Regions from separate parts of the Ovis aries genome. Here region 2 is linked to region 1. Evidence: chromatin contacts called from public Hi-C data. All regions are on one chromosome and are shown on one strand. The core of a region is the stretch at or near the end of the contact, and the rest is flanking DNA. Distances in the headings are between cores, read along the strand shown. Region 1 has its middle 11 kb from the start of COPRS. Region 2 overlaps LOC105606871 (a long non-coding RNA gene).

Region 1 (5,206 bases), core at 481-2,980:
TTTTCTCTCCTGCCCTGTCTCCACGCAAGCAGGCTCCTTGCCTTCATGCAGGCACATGACAGAGTCGAAAACAGCCAAGACGTTTTTTGTGTTTTTTTTTTTTAGCTTCGGTTTTACAAAAAGGATTTTTAAATTAAAAAAGAAATGTGTATATATTTGGTAAGCAGGCAAAGGAGTTTGGGGCCAACAAACTATGAATCTTGTAGAAATTCGGGAAGAAAGAATTTTCCCCAGGCCAAAAAAAAAGTCCCCTTGTCTATGAGAACGAAGATGGAGAGAACAAAGAGAGCACTCTGGAGACGCTAAGATCAGATGGAATTATGAACCCTATTTCTCAGTGTGCCCCCGGGGGGTTAAGTCCCCAGAATGATAGATGTTGCTGTTTCTAGGCAGTCAGGACCATCTCCCAAAAGATGCCCAGGTCTTGAGCATGCAGAGGACTGCAGGGACCCAGAGGGGCCATGGGACAGAAAAGACCTGTGAAGATGGATATCGGATGATGTCTTGCACTGCTTGAGGTGCTTGAGAAAGTGTGAACCCCAAAAGGTACACATGGAAGCTCAGGGTCGGAAACTGGAATGGTCAAAGAGACGACTGTTTTGCTTCTTGAGCCCCTGAAACGTAGAATTAACAGAAGCCAAGATGACAATGAATTACTGCTGGGGGGAGGGGGGTCAGATCATCAGGTAGGTATGACAGCGTATTGAAAGCATCATCATGGGCTGATTCCTATCAGAGCGCTGATAATTTTTGCTTCATTTTTATTTTCTCTCTGGATGAAAAACTCCCCGTTTTTGTATTGTGGCAGAAGAAAAAGAACTGTGCCATTCACAGTGTGTGTAAGTCACGCTGTGTATTTTTGTTTGGCTCTGGCATGTTTCTGTAAGTTACGGCTTTCTTTCCTTTTGGAAGGTCTGGAGGAATGTACTCTTTCGCCTCACCCCTCAATTAGTTTGGTGCAGTGTTTATTTTTGAAAAGTCTTTATTGAATTATTTACAATATTCAGATTTACAACATTTACACTATTGCTTCTGCTGTTTGTGTTTTATGTACATTTTCAATATTTACACATTGACAATATTGATTCTGCTTTTTTATGTTTTGGTTTGGTTTTCTGGCTGGGAGGCACGTGGTATCTTAGCTCCCCAACTGGGGGTCAAACCCACAGCCCCTGTACTGGAAGGCAAAGGAAAGTCCCTGGTGCTGCGTTTATAGTGGGGACAACATGTTCATCATGAGACCCTGGGGGGAATGGGGGATGGTGCTTCCTGTAGCTTTTTCTCTGGTGCTTGGTGCTTGTTGGGTTGACTGTGAAGGCTGCGAAGGCCACACTGTCTTTATGTATAGGAGCAACTGGCTGGACTCTGCAACGCTGTAGTGCCCTGAGGAAAGCCAAGATCGCCTTCCAGGGAGAAGGAAGCATGCTCATTGGCTTAGTAAATACCTTGGCGCTGCACTGCCCTTGGTTTTCCGGAGTTCACATTCCTGGACCCAACTTTCCCAGGATGATTGGAATATGGAGAAAGAGAAAAAACAAAACAACCCACAACAGCCCAATACCCTGGCTGTAGCCCATGTGGATTCTGCCTGCCAGTTCTCCCAGAGCAGATTCCCCACCCAAATAACAGACTGCTGGATCTGGAGGACTCCTTGTGTGTGTGTGCACACATGTGCGTGAGCATGGCAGGCCCAGGAGAAGTGGGAGGGTGTAACAGGAAGGCAAGCTGCACGGCTGGCTCCCGCTGTGTTGACTTAGCGGGTCTGGCTGCAAAGCCAAGGCCTTTGGAAAAGCACGGCCTCCCAGCTTCCGGCAGTTTCTGTGGAGCTGGTTCCAGGACTCAGCTAGATCTTGCAGGTGTTGATGAGCAGGAGGAGAGTTCAACTGGGTCCCAGGGCACCAAGGTTGAGAGGGTCCCACCAGGATGTGTCCTCACTCAGGGCCTGGGGAGTAAGCCACAGTTTCAGGAGAAGGCATTTCTCTCCATCTTACAGGGTTCTCCGGTCCTCCGGCTTTGAGTGAAAGAGAGAAGTTTCCCCAGGAGGCATACTCCCACTTTCTGCCATTGCAAGGTACAGTTGGCTTTCCTTTTCTTCCCCCCCCGCCCCCTTTTCCGGTGAGGTGATTGTGATTTCAAAAGCCATTTCCTCTGACAGCTTCTCGTGAGCTGTTGAACAAATGTGGCAGATAGACCTTAGAGCCATGTGTTCGGCAACTCAAGGCAGGCGCCTGAATCTCTGCTGCCTGCCGCCTGTAGCCTTACCCCATTCCTCCAGCAGGTGGCAGTACAGACCCACCCACGCGCTGTGTGCTGTGTGACCGCAGGGAGGGCGAGGGGCCCTGGAGGAGCTGCTCAGCAGGCTCAGGGTTACCTTCCTGTTAGTGGGCTTCCTGCTGATTAGCAGTCTCACCTGTGAGTTCAAGGGCAGGATTTACTCCTGATTTGATAGAGGAGTTTTCTCAGAAAAGATTATTGTGAAATTTAGGGTAAGAGTCATCATCACCCACCCATGCCCCCCCACCCCAACACCCATCCCAGAGCCTGGCACATAGTAAGCACTTAAAATGCTTGCTGACTTCAACCAAAGTGTGGGTATGCAGCAGGAAAGTCAAATGCATCGTGCTACATCCCTCTGCCAGATGACACCTTCGGTGGTTTTTCTTACAAAGCTTATAATTCTCGTTTTACAGAAAGAGACACTGAGGCTCAGGGAGGTAAGAGAACTGGCCAAAAGTCACAAAGAGGAGAGATCGTGACGCAAGTCATCTGACTCCTAAGTTTTTGTTCTCGTATGCTCACTCTACTGGGATGGGAAACATCTAGATTTAGCAACAGCCTAGGCTTCTCAGGTGGTGCTAGTGGTAAAGAATCCGCCTGCCAATGCAGAACTGGGTTCAGTCCCTGGGTTTGGAAGATGCTCTGGGAGAAGGGAAAGGCTACCCACTCCAGTATTCTGGCCTGGAGAATTCCACAGACTGTATAGCCCATGGGGTCGCAAAGAGTCGGACACGACTGAGCGACTTTCATTTTCTAGGCTTTCCAGGGGGCGCTAGTGGTAAAGAACCTGCCTGCCAATGCAGGAGATATGAGAGATACTGGTTCAATCTCTGGTTTGGGGAGACCCCCCGGAGGAGGGCATGGCAACCCACTCCAGTATTCTTGCCTGGGGAATCCTATGGACACAGGAGCCTGGCAGGCTATAGTCCATAGTTCGCAAAGAACTGGACACAACTGAATCGACTTAGCATGCAGGATGAATTTTGTTTGAGAAAAAGCAGGAGAATCCCAAGTAGACTCTATCTTTATTTATCAATTTATTCCTGAATACTGTCTGCTCAGGATGGAATGGTTCCTGCTTTTAGGGAGCCCAGCACAAATATGGACCCTTCTCTCACCACAGGAGAACTATGTAGGCCCAGGGTATGGTGGGAACCCTGAAGAAGGAGAGACAGGTCAAGGAGACCCCTGAAAGGAGACAACCTAGAAGCCGAGTGCTAGAGGACTTGGCCATGAAGTGGGTGCAGGATCAGCCAGGCAGAGGGAGCTGTGTGTAGAGAAGCCTCCAGGTGTGAGAAAGTCTCATGTATTTGGGGACATGGTGAGGGATGAAGTCAGGTTAAGCAAGAGTCTTTGAAAGATATGCCAAGAAGCTTGAAGGGTTCTTAACAGGAATGTGTGATGGGCAGATTTTCGTTTTCAAAAGAACCTCCTAGTTCTTGGTGGGAGGAGGCTGAGACCCAAGCCAGGGAGGCCAGTCTTGGAGCTGTAATCTAGCAAGAGAGGATGGGGACCTGAACTAGGGTGATTGCTCTAGAGATGGATGGGGAGGAACAGGCAGGGATTATATATTTAAGGGGGACAGATCACCTGTGAGGGTACAGTGAGGGAGAGGAAAGAGTCTGGACTGACCTCGAGGGCCATCCTGGTTTGGGGAACCAGATGGATGGAATGGTCTCTAGACTGAATGACTTCTAGATTTGTAAGACCTTTCATATCCACTGTTTCAAGAGGAAGGTGCTCCTTGTTCCAGATGTTCAACTTTGCTCTCAGGGTTTAGAGAACTCCCTGGGGGGTAGGGGGAGCTGTGTAGCCCTCCACCTTGAACTTCGCCTGTGAAGGTCACACGTCAAGGGCACCCTCTGTCCTTCCTGTGCTCAGAGAGTCGATGTTCAGAGATGGCCCCATTCTTGCACGTGGTGTGTGGGGTGGACACTCTGGATGCCTCGCTTAACATCTGTGGCCCTCTTCTTGATGACCACACCTTTCTTAGGGGTGGGAATCAGGCCTAAGTTGATCTGTGTTTCCTGTCTTCTGGATTCGTCTCCTATGCCTGCTTAACAAATAACCATGACCTTGGTGGTGTAAGACAACAGAAATGAATTTTCTTGTAGTTTTGGGGCCCAGAAGTTCAAAATCAAGTTATCGGCAGGGCTGGAGCCCCTCCAGAGGCTCTAGCCGAGACGCTGTTCCTTGACTCCTTCACCTTGCGCTGGCAGCCGGCATCCTCGGCTCGTAGCTACTCACCCCAGGCACTGCCTTACTTCTCCATCCGTGCCTGTCTTCTCCTCTTCTGTCTCCCATAAGGGTACTTGTCATCAGATTTAGGGCCCACTTGGGTTATCCAGGATGACCTCATCACAAGATCCTTAATTGCATCTACAAACACCCTTTTCCCAAATAAGGTCACTTTCCCAAGTCCAGGGGTTAGGACGGAGACATATCTTTTAGGAGACTGCCATTTAACCCACTACGGCCTCCGTGGGTGGCCAGACAATGAAACTGGGACCAAGGTGACATCATCGAGCCCCTGAGGACCAACCCGGAAGCCTGCCTGCTCAGGACTTCCGGTTATGTAATTCAGTAAGTCCTCCTTTCTGCTTTCAGCCAACATGACGTGACTCTCCCGCCTTCTCTTGCTGCTCAGTGTGCCCTGGCTGACAAATGTGTCCATTTGGAGTCCTGCATGCGGGCAGTGGGATGTAGGGCAGAGATTGCAGCGGTTGGAATTCTCCTCTGGGCTCTATTGTTGACACTGTGTGTGACCTTGGGCAGACCACAGGCTCGCTGACCATGGGCTTGAATGCATAAATAGGGCCCTTGTCCCTGTAAAAAGCTCTTCAAAATGGAAGCCACTGTGGTTTCTGTTGTTATGCCCTCTGCATTCCAAGAAAGACATAACAGAACTGGAAAAGGGCCAGACAATGGA
Region 2 (5,253 bases), core at 1,552-4,051, 120 kb after region 1:
GTTTATTAGTGGGAGGAGCTTCAGGTTATTTAGCAAACCATATTTCCAAAATTGTAAGGCTTACGATTTGTTTTTGTTAATTGTTGTGGCCCTTTTGCCTATCATAATGCCTGAGGGAAAGATAGTAAATAAGTATTCTTTTGTTCTTTATTTGTGTCCCCTGGTAACTGGGATCCTTAAGCCTTTGCCCTTCCCTCAGTGCTCAGCACAGAGCCTGGCGCACAAAAGGCACTCAGGAAACATTTGTGGAATGAATTGGGAGGACATGTTTTACAAATGAGGACTCTGAGACCAGAGACAAAATGACTTACGTCTCTGGCAGTTCAGTGCTGGTTGAGGTGATTTCTAGCTGATATCATTCATTCATTCACATATCTGTATTTTCCATAAATTATCCATTCCTGTAGTTACCAGAAGACAGAAATCCTTTGGTCCTGCCCTTTGAATCTCATTTTATTGGAGAATATGGTCCTCCCATTCCCTTCTCCAGGATTCAAGACATCAATATGTTTGCCTAAGGGGCTCAAGTCTGATGATCTTGGAGGACTTCTGGATAATAGTGGCTGAGACTGTGAGAGATAAAGTGGGGAAGCTGGAGAGGGTGGCCAACCCCCTCTGGCCCCTGTGTGCTTCCATTGCTTCATCTCTGGCCCACGTGCCATTGTTGATTTCTGTTCTCCTCTCCCCAACCTCCCCTCCCTCCACTGGGTTTTTTTTTTTTTTTTTTTTTTTGGTGAAATTTGAACTCTTGGTAAGAGGCCAGTTGTCTTAGCTAAAAATGATTCTCTTGATTTATTCTTCTTGGTGTCAAAGAAAATCAAACTTTGCCATAACATGAGCCCTCCCTGGCTGGCCGAGAGCGGCAGTTACCCTGGGCAGCATGAGGGTGGTTGTGGAGAGACCCCCAAGCCAAAAGCCCAAAGCCCTTAGTTCTTGGACCATCACCACCCCTATGTGACCTGGGGCAACTCACTTGCCCTCTCTGCACTCAGTTTTATGATCTAAAAAATTGAGAGGATGATTTTTAAAATCCTCTCCAGCTATGACATCTTGAGGTTACAAAATCAAGTAAGGTACTAAAAAAGGGTTTAGGTGCTAGAATACTGGTCTGTGTATTAGGGGTGCCTGACAAAAATCCCCGAGCTTCAGTCTCCATCTCTGCCCTTGGCTCAGGCCTGATAACAAAGTTGCTTGATCATGCATGCAAACATAGGGGCAAGGGGCTTGACATTAGTGCCACGAGTTTAGAATCAAGGGCCCTATCCCCTAGTATGTAGGTGACATCTTGTGGAGACCTCGAACAAAACCGAGGTTCTGTAGTCAGGAAGAGCTGGAGATGGGGATTCATAGCGCTGTCCCAAAGTAGGTCTGTTCGTGTCATTGACTTTGATGTGACCATTACGAACAGCATTTTCAGAGACTTTCTAAAAACACAGCCAACTGATCGTGCTCTAATGGTAAGTGAAAACACACAGGTCACAGATTCATAGATTCAGAATAAACAAAGCCAGATACGAAGGAAGCATAAAAGACTAGAGGTAGAATAACGGGTGATTTCTCTCTCTCTGGGGAAGCTAGTTTGCTCTGCTCATGGCGTGTGTGTGTTTCCTACTGTGAAACTGTATCACGCTTATAATGGTAAACGAACTGTATTAAAATAATATTTTAAAGAGTGTTCCGTGTTGTGCTGGAGGGAGATGGGAGAGCTGGTTGACCCCATGTTCACATCTGGACCCACCAGGGACATCGGCGCTGGCGGGCGGCCAGGAAGGGTGTTGGTGATAGTGGGGGAGTCGCACAGCTGACCTCAGGGAGCAGCTGTCAAACAGAGGCTGTGTTGCTTAGAAAAATAAGGACGAGGTCACGATGATGCCCTGAGATGGTCCCAGAGAAAAGGAATTAGACACTGTTGGAGGGGATGAAGAGGGCAGAAGCCATATGACTGGGGGAAACCCCAGGCTTGCAGGGACCCACCCGGCTTTAGGCTTAGTAGAAGTAAGAGTGGCTGGCTTTGGGAATTGTCCAAGCTTAGCACCAACAGCCTTGGGAGGTGGTGAGCCCAGCCTCACTGGGAGGGTTGATGGAGGCTGCTGCCCATGGTCAGGGACATTGCGGTGAGCTTTCCTGCAGTGCCGGGAAACTGGAGAAGAACTGCTCAAAGTCCCTTTCCATCTGACAAAGGAGAAGGAAAAAGTTGGGAGGAGAGAAATAATTACCATCGTGGTTAGGAGAGGGGACCTCCCAAGTGAGTTCAGATCCTGGATCTACTAATTGTCTGTGTGATCTTGGATTAATTTACCGAACCTCTTTGTATCTCAGTCTTCTCATCTGCGAAATGGACATAAAGTCAGCGTCACTGTGGTAGATGAATGAGAGAGGGTATAAAGGGCTTGGTGCAGGGCCTTCTATACAGTGAGCACTCAATCAATGAGCTGGACGGCAGCAGGTTATTTTTCGGGCCCCCTGCAACTTGCTCAGCACCCAGGTCACTCACTTCCTCACGTGTCAGCCATACCGTGTTTGGCATCAGCCTCTGTGGGTCAAATGTCATGTTCTGTATTTGGCTGAACTAATTTTATCCCAGATTATTTCTGACAGAGTCAACATTCTTCCCTCTCCCGCCTCCGAATCCCCTCAAAAGGTACACAATCTCTGGGCAGGCTGCTCTCTGAGCTTGGTTTCCTTGGCCTCTCTCCCCACGTCGGTGCCCAGAATGTAATAACGAACCCCGTCTCCCAGCCAGGAGCTGGGTGCCCAGGAATTCCGGCTCCGCTCGGCCAGGTCTGTTTGCCAGCGCATCTGTTTCTAATCAGCACGGTGCAGTGCATTCTTTCTGCCGAGCGAGCGTGCAGGCCCGGAGCCTGGGGACTGCGCTAATTGATTGCTAAATGGATCCTGTCATTTCCAAAAGAGGCCTCTGGACTTGCCCTTCACTCTGCCTCTGCTCCCCCTGGGCTGGAGAGCTTAAGACTTAACTTGTCCGCTGCTTTTGGAAGAGAGGCACTGCCAATCTTGAACCTCAGTTGGAGGAATTCAGGAGAAGCCTTAGAAAAGCCCCCGCTCTCTGTAAAGAGATTTTCAGCTTAAAAAGCTCTTCCGTGAACATGATCCTCTTTCATTCTCCCAGCAGCTCCCTGGAGTTGGCCCAATGGTGTTGGAGACATGAGAAATATCCAGGTTTAGGCTGTGAGTTGAGTGGCCCTAGGTCACATAGAGTTAGTGGCAGGGAAGAGACTGTCTTGAACCCGACTTGTGCTGGGTCCAGGTTCTTCCCCGAAGCTCAGCCCATCAGCAGTGTCTGGCCAGGGTTTGTCACTGAGGTTGCCAGGGAGAAATGGGGACAGCCCAGAGTCTGCTGACCGGGCTGCCTGGGATGTCCTGACATCCCAGGCAGCCCAGAAGTGCTGTGGGTGTGTCTGGATGGCCTGTCTTATGAGAGCACCAGGGTGAGGAAGGTGCACATTCAGGGGTGAAGGACAGCTACCTCCCCCCAGAGAGGTCACAGTCTTCCTCCCCCCACAATAGCCGCCTCTCCTCCCACGCCCTTGCTCCAAGGGCCCCAGGCTTCCCCAGCACTTGCCGGAGAAGAAATCGCCGTTTGTGTCCTTATCTGTCCCCTCAGCTTGGAGGCAGGGATGGTTATCCTTTTGTCTCTAAATCTCCTCCTGGAACAGGGTCTGCTCATAGTAGGTGGTCAATACATGAATGTAGAGCAAATGACTCATCCTGGACTTTTCCCTCTGATCTCATTCTCCTTGCGCTCTTGGCAGAGTTGATCAGCCAGGATGAGATTAAAACCTGCTCTCAGCAGAGCAGTTTCACACTCTGGTGCCTCGGCGCCTGTTGAAAACCCCCGAGCTTCAGTTTCCATCTCTGCCAAGTGGCGACGATTCCATGTGTGTCTACCTGGGGCTGCTTGCAGACCATTTGAGCTAATGCAAGTTTGAATGCTACACTCATGTAAAGAGGGGTGTGTGTGTGTGTGTGTGTGTTCATTTTAATCATTAATGGATTCTGGGCTCCACTCTCCTCCAGAAGCTTCTTCATTGGTCCAGCTGCCAAAAGAGCTTACTATAGAAACTGGGGTGCAGAGCAGTTCCATCAGTCTGTAAAACTATGAGCCCTCAAAATAAGTCTTGGCTCAGACTAAGTGCCTCAGAGGGGCAGAAACCAGAAAGGGAGGGCCTTGGCTCCATGGCCTGGATCCTGAGTCCCCACTGCTTCTGTCTCCTCTCCTGTATCCTTACCCTCGCCCGCATGTCAATTCTAACCCTGCTTATGAGATTGAAGAGAACTATACTTGGCTCCTGGAACTCCATCTTCATTGCTGTGTGACTTTGGGGAAACCATTTAACCTCTCTGATCTTATAATGTATAAGATAGGGATAACAGCACATCTTACAGGATTGTTGAGAAGAGTTGCTGAAATAATGAACAAGAATAAGCTTGACAGTGGGTGAGTGTGGGCTGTTCCTGCCATGCTGCAGCGAGCTCCTCGGCCCCTGTCTCTTCTCCCCAGACCTCTGCCATCTGGTCCCCCGTGGACACTGCTCTTGCCATGACCTCCTTTGTGTCCCGATTGCAAAATCCAAAAACTGCTCCATTCGAATCGGCTAGGCCTCCCTGCAGCATTTGGCACTGTGGCCTACTCCTTCCTGAAAAGCTCTCCCTGAATTTCTGGCCTGCAGTACTCCCTTGGTTCTCCTCCGACTTCGCCGGCCGTTTCTGCCCTGTCTCTTCCATGCAGTCGTCTTCTTTCTCGGCCACAGTCCCAGGGCCTGCTCTTCCGTGGAGTCCTGCATGTACTTTTCTCAGTCTGCAGTCAACAGAGTTTACACAGAGAAAACGCAGTCCTTGCCCATAAGAGCTCCGAGTCTGACGATAGCCTGCTCACTGCTCCTGGAGACTGGCAGGGGCAAAGTGCTATGCTCATTGCTTCTGGATATTAACCCATTTGACACTTGCAGAGTTTGATGGATTGGGGCTTGAACCCAGCCCCACGGCGGACACTGGAGTGGTGGCAGCAGATAGTCCCTGGCTCGTCTCACCAGCGGGGGAGGAGCTGGGAAGCAGGCCCAGGCTGCACTGTCCATGCCCTGCAGCGCCTGGGGATGGTGTGGGGTGGGCCTGCCCATCAGGCTGGACACAGAGAGAAAACGCTGGGGACTCAGAGCTGCAAAACTAGCATCTGATCTGCTTTGCCGTTTTCTTTTGTGTGACCCTGGGACAATCATTTACCTCTCTGAGCCTCAG

What was found. A called contact is a pair of places that touch in the nucleus more often than the background predicts.
Region 2: a Hi-C map of liver shows a contact between it and region 1, with 4 times the contacts expected there. The contact joins two enhancer-like sites. A contact is called at or near these places in 6 of 16 Hi-C or Micro-C datasets (liver, mixed tissues, muscle and 3 more).

The regions. Positions count from the first base shown.
Region 1 is chr11:18,010,356-18,015,561 of ARS-UI_Ramb_v3.0, forward strand. No RefSeq gene overlaps it. Among named protein-coding and RNA genes, the nearest start is that of COPRS, 11 kb to the left of the region's middle. Within about 2 kb of position 1,731, at least 12 of the 54 cell types and tissues checked have an H3K27ac peak or open chromatin away from gene starts, as enhancers often do. A contact at or near this core is called in liver, where this site is marked.
Region 2 is chr11:18,125,205-18,130,457 of ARS-UI_Ramb_v3.0, forward strand. The region is part of intron 2 of LOC105606871 (a long non-coding RNA gene); the gene reads left to right. Among named protein-coding and RNA genes, the nearest start is that of TRNAG-CCC, 93 kb to the left of the region's middle. Within about 2 kb of position 2,802, at least 11 of the 54 cell types and tissues checked have an H3K27ac peak or open chromatin away from gene starts, as enhancers often do. A contact at or near this core is called in liver, where this site is marked.